Regions from separate parts of the Capra hircus genome. Here region 2 is linked to region 1. Evidence: chromatin contacts called from public Hi-C data. All regions are on one chromosome and are shown on one strand. The core of a region is the stretch at or near the end of the contact, and the rest is flanking DNA. Distances in the headings are between cores, read along the strand shown. Region 1 has its middle 57 kb from the start of PODXL. Region 2 overlaps PODXL (podocalyxin).

Region 1 (5,174 bases), core at 960-3,459:
TATACACCATACATACACACTCCACACACCACTTACCACACACAACACAACACCTATACACCATACATACACACTCCACACACCACTTAGCACACACACCTCCTATACACTACACATACACGCTTCACACACCACTTACCACACACAACACAACACCTATACACCACACATACACACTCCACACACCATTTACCACACACAACACCTATACACCACACATACACACTCCACACACCACGTACCACACACAACACAACACCTATACACCACACATACACACTCCACACACCGCTTACCACACACAACACAACACCTATACACCACACATACACACTCCACACACCACTTACCACACACAACACAACACCTATACACCACACATACACACTCCACACACCACTTACCACACACAACACCTATACACCACACATACACACTCCACACACCACTTACCAAATACACACAACACCTATACACCATACATACATACTGTATACACCACTTAGTTGGCTTCAAACTCAACATTCAGAAAACTAAGATCATGACATCCGGTCCCATCACTTCATGGCAAACAGATGGGAAACAGTGGAAACAGTGAGGGACTTTATTTTGGCAAGCTCAAAATCACTGCAGATGGTGACTGCAGCCATGAAATTAAAAGACACTTACTCCTTGGATGAAAAGCTATGACCAACCTAGACAGCATATTAAAAAGCAGAGACATTATTTTGCCAACAAAGGTCCATCTAGTCAAAGCTATGGTTTTTCCAGTGGTCATGTATGGATGTGAGAGTTGGACTATAAAGAAAGCTGAGCGCTCAAGAATCGAGAATGGAGTGTGTATGTGTGGTTGAACTGTGGTGTTGGAGAAGACTCTTGAGAGTCCCTTGGACTGCAAGGAGATCCAGCCAGTCCATCCTAAAGGAGACAAGTCCTGAATATTCATTGGAAGGGCTGATGCTGAAGCTGAAACTCCAATACTTTGGCCACCTGAAGTGAAGAACTGACTCATTGGAAAAGACCCTGAGGCTGGGGAAGATTGAAGGCCGCAGAAGGGGGCAAGAGAGAATGAGATGGTTGGATGGCTTCACCGACTCAATGGACATGAGTTTGAGTAAACTCCAGGAGTCTGTGATGGACAGGGAAGCCTGGCGTGCTGCAGTCCATTGGGGTAGCAAAGAGTCGGACATGACTGAGCGACTGAACTGAACACACCACTTACCACACACACACACCACACAACACCTATGTAACACACACAGACCACCACCGTTCTGGTAGATGCTAACGTCTTTCTCCAGCTCTTCTATCCTCTCCCCCTCCCTTCTTCTCCTCAGTATCTACAAATTCCAAACCTCCTGTCTCATGCCTCTCTCCCCCATCCACTCCCCAAATATCAGCGTTTCCCTCCCCTTTATGTCAGAAGTAAACGAAAACCTCCCGCCAGCAGAACGTTTTCTGCTTTGTCAAGTGCTTTCTCGCCCTCTTTCTCCTTTGACTGTCTCAACAATCCTCAGAGGCAAGTATTATCATCGCCATTTTTAGAAACAGGAAACAATCTCAAGGGGTGCACTCCTGGCCCATCCAGAGTGGACGGGACCAGAGGCCAGCCCTTCAGGCTCCGGGAGTGTCCCTTGGCCTGTGCAACCCCCACAGGTGACGCCCCACATTCTTACTCAACACTCCCCACTCCGGACACCCAGAGGCCTGCCCTCTGTGTACCAACATGGCAGAAGCGGGGTGTGAGGAGATGGAGGGTCTCTGCCCCCGGGGCCCCCGCTCATTCGGAGAGGGGTTCTCCACTGGGCCTGCTTCTCCCGAGGCTCCACCCTCCCAAGGCCAGAGCTCAATTTCTCCAGGGCCTGACATGGATGGAAGTAGACATGGACGGAAGGAGAGAAGACTGAGAAAGTCACCTGAAGCTTTAAAAATGGGTGCTTCTGTTGAAATGTGCCCCAGGTATTTACGCCTCAACACAGAGCTCCCAGGGACCAGGGGTCCTGGCATGCCCTGGCCACACAGCACAGAGGCCAAGACCTCCACCCACGATTCCTCCCCTCAAGCTGATTAAGTTCAACAGAAGGGCTCATGCCTCCTTAGGGAGGCGCGAGGCACCTTCATGAGCACTGCCTGGACACGGGTTTCTCCGTCTGCGTGTGCGGACCTCCAGGTGGGTCCTCACAGCGATGCTGGGAAGCAGGAATAACACTGAACACCTGAGACAGGGACAGGCAGAGGATGGCACTGGGCGACAGGTGACAGTGCGGCTCCCAAGCTCTGCCTCTCTAGGGAAGCCCCGCCTCCCCACCTCCAACCCGAGTCCCTTGCAGGCTGAGCCTCTTCAGGGTGGCTTTCAGACCTTCGCTTGTGGGAGCTGCTTCTGGCCTTGGGAGAGGCCCCAAAGGCTCGGCCTTCATCCTAGGGCCACGACTAGAGTGGGACGAGCAAGGTAACCAGGGCATAAATGTAGGGGCACACCCCTGGGCACCTCTCTTATGTCTCCCTAGTACCAGCCGAGCTCTCGCCTTCCAGCCCCACGACCACTCTATCTCTTTCCCAGGCATCCTGCTCCCAGGATCTGCCCTATTTCCACCTCTGTGTCTGAAAAATGGGAGGCGTAGATCTCACACAGCTGGTACGATGACCAAATGAGATAAAGCCGTAGTTTCCAAGCCTTGTTTAGCTCCAGAATCCATTGTTTGCTTTGTTTTTAAAATTATTTTTATCTTTTGGAACATTTATCAAAGTAGTATAGGTTCATGGCTGAATCCTTTGAGAGGCTGCTCTGTGACACAACAGGGTTCTTAGGGATCAGGAAAGTGACAAAGAACAAAGACCCTATTTGTGTCCACTTGCAGCGGACATTCCCGGCCGTGGGTGAAAATGTCTCTCTCAGTGGTGGGTATCCCAGATGTTAAGATAGCCCTCGGCAGAGGGTGGGCACTCAACAATGGCCGGTTAGGTCAGAATCAGAATGTGTGCTGAATACTCCATTGACTGATGGACGGATAAATCAAATGTAATACATACGTATGACGGAATATTATCCAGCCTCTTAAAATGGATGTGGGCATGGATACGTAGCAACGTGGGTGAAGTTTGAGGACATCATGCTAAGTGATACAAGCCAGTCACAAAGACAGATACTGTGTGAGTCCACTCATAAGAGGTACTTAGTCAACTTCACAGAGACTGGAAAGCAGAATGGTGGTTGTCAGGGGCTGGGAGAAGGGGGCGACGGGGAGGTTTAAGGTGTATGGAGTTTCAGTTCTGTAAGAGGAAGAAGTTCTGGAGACCTGTGGCACAGCTATGTAGAGTACTACTGACGTGTACATTTAAATAGTTAACAAGGTCGGTTTTGTATGGTGTTTAAACCGCAATTAAAAATAAGTAAATAACAATAAAAGAACCCTAGTCAAACAGGGGCCGATCAAACACTAGGTTGGAAATTTGAGACGTGCAGCCAGGAGCACCCCTCCCCCTCCCCACAGTCTCACCCAGCAGAAAGAAAACAAATTTCTAGCAACCACTATGCCAGCCTCAAAGGGGAAGGGAAGTCACAAGGCACACTGTGGAGGAGGTGGACGGGAGTTTGCTCACGGGATGCTTGAGAGAATGTATGAGTTAACAGTCTGTTATGTGGGTTGAAGGCCAGCTGAAGTGTCTCCTTCCCAGGCACCAAACTGCAGACATCAGCTCAGTGCTGGTAGACCCTCATCTAATGACTGTCTGGATTCCTGGTTCCTTATTCTGTGCAAGCCTGGGGTACACAACCAGGGCTCCTCAACACACTTCCAGGGCCAGAGTTCCCCCTGCAGCAGCTACCTGGAGACCCTAGACAGCTGGCAGCTAAATGGAACCCCCTAGTGACTGTGCTGTTTCTGTCTACCAGAAGCTGCTGCCCTCAAAAATGGGCATCATGACGTGGCTTTGGCAGAGCCAGTGCCCTTGTCAGGAGGGAGCAGGGTGGACCCATCCAGAAGACAAGTGGTGAAGATAGTTCTGAGCCCTTGGGCAAAGAGCCTGGGCATAAGCTTGCAGAAGTGAGCTCGTCAGGGTAGCCAGGGGCTGGAGATGGAAGCCAAGCCCCATCACCAAGAGCCTTGGCTCTACCACTTCAGAAGGAAATGCTTCATGAGCTCATGATAGATGACAGACACTTGACTCAACTGGTCTTAGTTAGACCTCCTAACACCCTAACAGGTGGGTGCCAATGCTCCATCTTACAGAAATGGAGACAAAGGCTCTGAGAGGTTGACAGTCATACAGTCAAGGGGGCACAGAGGAGGGATTGGAAATCAAGTCTGCCTCTGAGGTCCCAGCACCACGGTCTCCCATTCCCCACCTTGAACCTGGGCAACCAGCCGCCATGGCCATCCAGGGCTTCAACACAGTGACTTCACCAACTTGGCTTCTCTGAGCAGGTAAGGATCAGCTCAGGAAGAGCATCTTCCAGCCACTGAGCAATAGAAAGTGTCAAGGTGAGAGGGTGGCTGCCGGGCTTTCAAAAACCTGCTTCCTAACTCTCTACCTTTCCCAAAGGCCTGCAGGTTTCCAAACCTTTTCTTCCTGCCTTTCTAGCTTCAGAATCTCCCACCCCCCAATCCCTGGTCTTAGGAGAAAAATGACCCCATACATTGCGTCCTGGCCTGTCGAGGCCAGTCTTTTCTGCTCTAGCTCCGAGTTTTCTCAATCCTGCCTCTTTTCTTCCCTTCTCCAGCCTCTCCTTGCCACCCTGGGATCCGGCTCCATTTTCCTACCAGGAACATATCTATCTTCCTCCATCTCTCATTTTCACAGAAGGGAAACAGACAACAAAACAGCGCTACAAACAGAAGCGGAGGATTCTTGGGCTGGAATCCTCCCAGGGGTGGGCTCAGCTCGGGGGAGGAGACATTCCTGGGTTGCGGCCGGCCGGGAGTCAAGGGTTATCTCTGACCTGATTGCACTTAAAACTGGTTACCTCACTTCAAAGGGGCTTTTAGTGCTAGTTGTGGGTTCTGGCAATCAGAGCCTGTCCCCTGAGCACTCAGAAAACCTGTGAGAAGGAACAGAGCCAGAGGCCCTGCCACACCAGCCCCTGCAGGTCCCAGGCATAGCACTCAGGCTTTGGGGACAGAATTCAGAGCTATTTCCAGTCATAGCTGGGAATCTGGCCTCTCCTCAGGGTGGCC
Region 2 (5,174 bases), core at 1,354-3,853, 120 kb after region 1:
ACATCCACAGCTGGGCATTGGTTTTGCTTTGGCTCCATCTCTTGATCCTTTCTGGAGTTCTTTCTCCACTCTTCTTCAGTAGCATATTGGACACCTACCAACCTGAAGAGTTCATCTTTCAGTGTCATATCTTTTTGCCTTTTCATACTATGCATGGGGTTCTCAAGGCAAGAATACTGAGGTGGTTTGCCATTCCCTTCTCCAGTGGACCATGTTTTGTCAGAACTCTCCACCATGACCCATCTGTCTTGGGTGGCCCTACACAGCATGGCTCATAGTTTCATTGAGTTAAGACAAGGCTGTGGTCCATGTGATCAGTTTGGTTAGTTTTCTGTAGTTGTGGTTTCCATTCTGTCTGCCCTCTGATGGATAAGGATAAGAGGCTTGTGGAAGCTTCCTGATGGGAGGGACTGACTGTGGGGGAATCTGGATCTTGCTCTGATGGGTGGGGCCATGCTTAGTAAATCTAATCCAATTTTCTGTTGATGGGCAGGACTGTGTTCCCTCCCTGTTTGGCCTGAGGCCAAACTATGGTAGGGATAATGGTGGTAATGGCGGCCTCCTTCAGAAGGACTTAAGCCAGTACTGTTGTATTCAGTGCCCCCGACCTCATGGCAGGCAACTGTCAACCCACGCCTCTGCCAGAGACTCCTGGACACTCACAGCCAAGTCTAGCTCAGTCTCCTGTGGGATCACTGCTCCTTTCTCCGGGGTTCTGGTGCGTACAAGATTTTGTTTGTGCCCTCCAAGAGTCTGTTTACCCAGTCCTGTGGAAGTTCTGTAATCAAATACCACTGGCCTTCAAAGTCAAATTCCCTGGGGGTTCTCAGTCCCTGTGTTGGATTCCCAGGTTGGGAAATCTGTTGTGGGTCCTAGAACTTTAGGGCCGCACAAGTAAGCATCTGTGTCTTACTTTCCATTGTAATCCCAGGGCCTGAACCTGTCACTTAGCTGTTCCTTCACTCAATCCCTGTTGTTGCTGTTCAGTCGCTCAGTCGTGTCTGACTCTTTGTGGCCCCATGGACTTCAGCACGCCAGGCTTCCCTGTCCTTTACCATCTCCCGGACCTTGTTCAAACTCATGTCCATTGAGTCAGTGATGCCATCCAACCATCTCATCCTCTGTTGTCCCCTTCTCCTCCTGCCTTCAATCTTTCCCAGCATCAGGGTCTTTTCTAATGAGTTGGCTCTTTGCATCAGGTGGCCAAAGTATTGGAGTTTTAGCTTCAGCATCAGTCTTTCCAACGAATATTCAGGACTGATTCCTTTAGGATTGACTGGTTTGATCTCCTTGCAGTCCAAGGGACTCTCAAGAGTCTTCTCCAACACCACAGTTCAAAAGCATCAATTCTTTGGCGCTCAGCATTCTTTAAGGTCCAACTGTCACATCCATACATGACTAGTGGGAAAACCATAGCTTTGACTAGACAGACCTTTGTTGGCAAAGTGATGTCTCTGCTTTTTAATATGCTCAGTCTCTGGCCCCTTGACAAGACTGAGCTCCCATGCTAGACACAGAGAACCCCTCAGTGTGTCTCACAGTTGTCCTTAAGTAGCAATTTGTGTAATTTCACTTTTCCAGTTTCTCCTTCTAGATAGATTTCCAGAGGAACAGAGGTCCCTCATGCCATGTTTAGAACAGGGCACTGGGATATGTGTGAGTCTGCTGTGTTTTCTGTAAGCTCCTGGGTCTGGGAGAAGGAGGCAGGGACGATGAGGGTTCTGTGCTGGGATGTGTTAACCTTGAACGGTTCATGCCTGGGGCTGGATGGGGAGGGCAGAGAATGCACTGCAGGCTCCCACAGGCAGTGGGACTAGGTGCTGAGTCCTTCTCTGGAGTGGAATTTCTCTTGACTTCCTCTGCTTTCTCCTCAGCCTTCCTCTTAGAGGCTTCTTGAACCCCAGAGAAATCTGGGCACATCAAGGGCCCAGACCCTTTAGAGGTGGCAGGGATGTGAGCAAGGCCTCTGGATCCTGGGGAAGAGCTGGAGCAATGGAGAGAGAAAGACTTCCAGCTAATACCCTAATTGATTCTGTGTTGTCTTTGTCCATAGGAGATGCCATAGGAACGCAAACCAACAAAGATGTCAACTTAAGCACCGAGGAACAGAAAGAATCCAATGAAGCCAATTCAGATCCAGCCACAGGCAAAAAAAGTGCAGCTCCGACATCCACTGCGACACCCACTGCGACACCCACTGCGACACCCACTGCGACACCCACTGCGACTATAGCGCTGACCAGCGTACCCGTGTCTGAAACATCTGTCACAAGTGTGATGTCAAACTCAGCCCAGCAAAGCCCAACTGCCGCAGCCAGGAGCACCTCTCTTGTGGCTGCTAAAGATCCTACAACCACATCAACCACCGTCCCAACAAATCCTGAAAGCACGAGCAGCCGGAATGCAAGTAATGCAAGTAATGCAAGTAATGATTCACCCACATCCGGAATCCCAGGTACCCACAGCGTGACCACAGCCGGCGGGACCACTACGAAAGGCAGTCAGACAGTCTCCACCTCTCCAGATCCGAATAGCACCCCGAGCAGCTCTCCTACCCTGTCTTCCTCAACCAGCCTCGCAGGCGCTCAGCAGCCTAGCGGCAGCCCTGTGACTCCAGCCTCTGGGCGTCCACAGCCCGCAGGGAGCTCTCCTGCGGAATCAGACAAAATGACTGTAACTGCGAGTTTAGGCAGGAAGACAAGTCCCACCTTCACAGCCCAGCTGACCACACCGAGTAAGTGCTGCCTTGCCTTTTTGAAGCAGGAAGGAGCTTGCAGATGTCTGTGCTCTGTACCGGTGTTCAGCTAGAAGGTGGAGATTCATGCTGTGGGTTAAAGAGCGTAAATGTGCACCGCCTTCGCTCAGCCTGTTTCCCATCCAGCGGTGAGCAGCGGCCAGCAGAGCTGTGTGCTGTGATGAGAGCTCGGGGTTTTGAACTGCCCAGTGGAGTGTTTTCCTTTTTTTAAGTGCTAGTCTTAGTCCAGTAAATTCATTTCAAGCCTCACTGATGGATCATGAGCCTCATGGCCCATTTGAGATGTATTGCATCAGAGTCTCTTGGTGTGAATCTGAGCATTCGCATTTCGGGGGACCCTCCCACCCCATCCCACCCCTCTCCCCCTCCTGCTGCCATGTCATGTGGGTACATGGTGAAGTTACTAGAGAACCACACCCCAAGAGCACAGTTATGTCCTGCATAAGAGCAAGGGCCCTGAGTTGGATAAACCTGGATTCCAGTCCCTGCTCTGCCACGGGTTAGTGCGGAATTCATGAAGCTCCTCTGAGGCTCCATTGCCTTGTCTATGAAAGGGGTGATTATGGTACTTTCCTCAGAGTCACTGTGAGGCCTGAAGAAGAGAGTAGGAGCCTGGCAGAAGCAGTTACTCCGCTGACATCTGCTCTGGCACTGTCACTGCTGTTGATACTTCTCTCGAGTTCCCACACCTCATCCTGTACTAGGTGCCGGGACCTGGCTTCCTCCATCTGCCTCCTCTTTCTCATAGCTTGCCTCCTTCTGCTTGTGGTCTGTAAAGCCAAAATGGGGTGGGGGAAGACTGAAGAACCTCAGAAAACTGAGAACAGGAAAGACTATCCTTTTTCTGTTTAAACCACTCACCTTTCCTCATAAGCTTTGTTTTCCCATTTACAGAAACACAGGTCACCATTGAAGGAACTCAGCACACCTCCAGGGAGACGCCAGCTGTCACCATCACCACTGGAGTTCAGCATCCCACAGGCTCTTCACTGGGACCTGGGACCACATCTTTGGTCAGGAGATCCACCATCTCCAGCACTCAGTTGACATCAAATGTCCCCCAAAGCTCCAGCACCCGTTCTCCCACCTCAGTAATTCCAACAAATATAGGGCAGGTAAGAGAGCCCAGACTGAGAGAGAAAGGGACTCCAGGAAGAGCATCTCTACCCTTCTCTACCAGAGCCCCTGGCGGGGGTGTGAGAGCCAGTATCCTTCACCCACTGTCTCTGGCTTTGCTGGACTCGGCCTTAGAGAACGGGATAACCAGGAACATACCTGGCTGTCAGACCCCAGCTGGCCAGCTCCCAGTTTGCCGCAAGTTACTTGCCTGGTGTCACCCACCTAACTGTGTGTGTGTGTGTCGGTCGCTTCAGTCGTGTCCAGCTCTTTGCAACCCCATGGACTGTAGCCTGCCAGGCTTCTCTGTCCATGGGATTCTTCAGGCAAGAATACTGGAGAGGGTTTTCATTCCCTCCTCCAGGGGAGTCTTCCCAACCCAGGGATCGAACCCTGGTCTCCTGCATTGCAGGCAGATTCTGAGCCACCAGGGAAGCACCTAAGGGAGGGAGGGAGGATTCAAAGATGAGATCTTATCAAATTCAACCTGGCCCTTAATCCCAGTGGCTTCTTTCAGATCCAGTGCCGTCCTCCTGAAAAGCTGAATGAGAGCAAACTCTCCCTGAACATCTCGGGAGCCAACAGTTGTGTGAGTACCTTGCTCCTCTGGGCCCCATCCTGACCTACATCTTCCAAAGGCGGTTTAGCTCCAGGATCACTGAAAGTGGAAGGGAATGGAGTGTTCCTTGTAGAAAGGAGCTGAGAGATGTGTTCATTTCCTGCCCTTGTTTTTGGTCCTTCCAATCTTACAGAGGGTCAGAACCAGCTTCTCTAAAGGAAGCCCCGCCCACAGGGCTGCTACAGGGCCAGAAATACCAGGTCTCCTGAGCTTTCATTTCTGAGAGTCTGACCCAAGCCCTGGTTCTTGCTTGCTTCTAGTTCAGGATGTGACTTTGCTAAGCCCATCTCTTTGGGCTTCAGAGGCCTCAGTTGAAGAGAAGAGACTTAGTCTGCCTAACTTTCGTTGTTCTAAGAGTCTGTGGTTTTATATTTCCTGCTCCATGTATTATCTGACAGCTTGCCTCTAACCCAGGGGAGCCGTTGCCAACAGATGTTCTTCCACTCAGGATGGTGTGTGTGTGTGGATTGTTTGAGGGAGCTGGTGTCAGCACGTGTGTGAGTCCGTTTGCATGAAAGAGAGAGTGTAGCCGTGTTGTCCACTACCTTCAGACTGCCAGTCTCCCTAGGATTAAGGGCTTTAGTCTGGGGATATCTCCCGCAGTGCTTACTCAGTAGCTGAGGTCCGAGTGAGTGCTGGTTATGGATGGCTCACTGCCGCCCTCTCCTGGTCAGTGGCTATTTT

Evidence for each region. A called contact is a pair of places that touch in the nucleus more often than the background predicts.
Region 2: a Hi-C map of liver shows a contact between it and region 1, with 5 times the contacts expected there. The contact joins two enhancer-like sites. A contact is called at or near these places in 2 of 5 Hi-C or Micro-C datasets (blood and liver).

The regions. Positions count from the first base shown.
Region 1 is chr4:24,808,237-24,813,410 of ARS1.2, forward strand. No RefSeq gene overlaps it. Among named protein-coding and RNA genes, the nearest start is that of PODXL, 57 kb to the right of the region's middle. Within about 2 kb of position 2,210, at least 1 of the 5 cell types and tissues checked has an H3K27ac peak or open chromatin away from gene starts, as enhancers often do.
Region 2 is chr4:24,927,253-24,932,426 of ARS1.2, forward strand. PODXL (podocalyxin) reads left to right here. Exons shown (of 9, transcript XM_018047491.1): 3 at 2,054-2,734; 4 at 3,650-3,870; 5 at 4,389-4,460. Among named protein-coding and RNA genes, the nearest start is that of PODXL, 62 kb to the left of the region's middle. Within about 2 kb of position 2,604, at least 1 of the 5 cell types and tissues checked has an H3K27ac peak or open chromatin away from gene starts, as enhancers often do.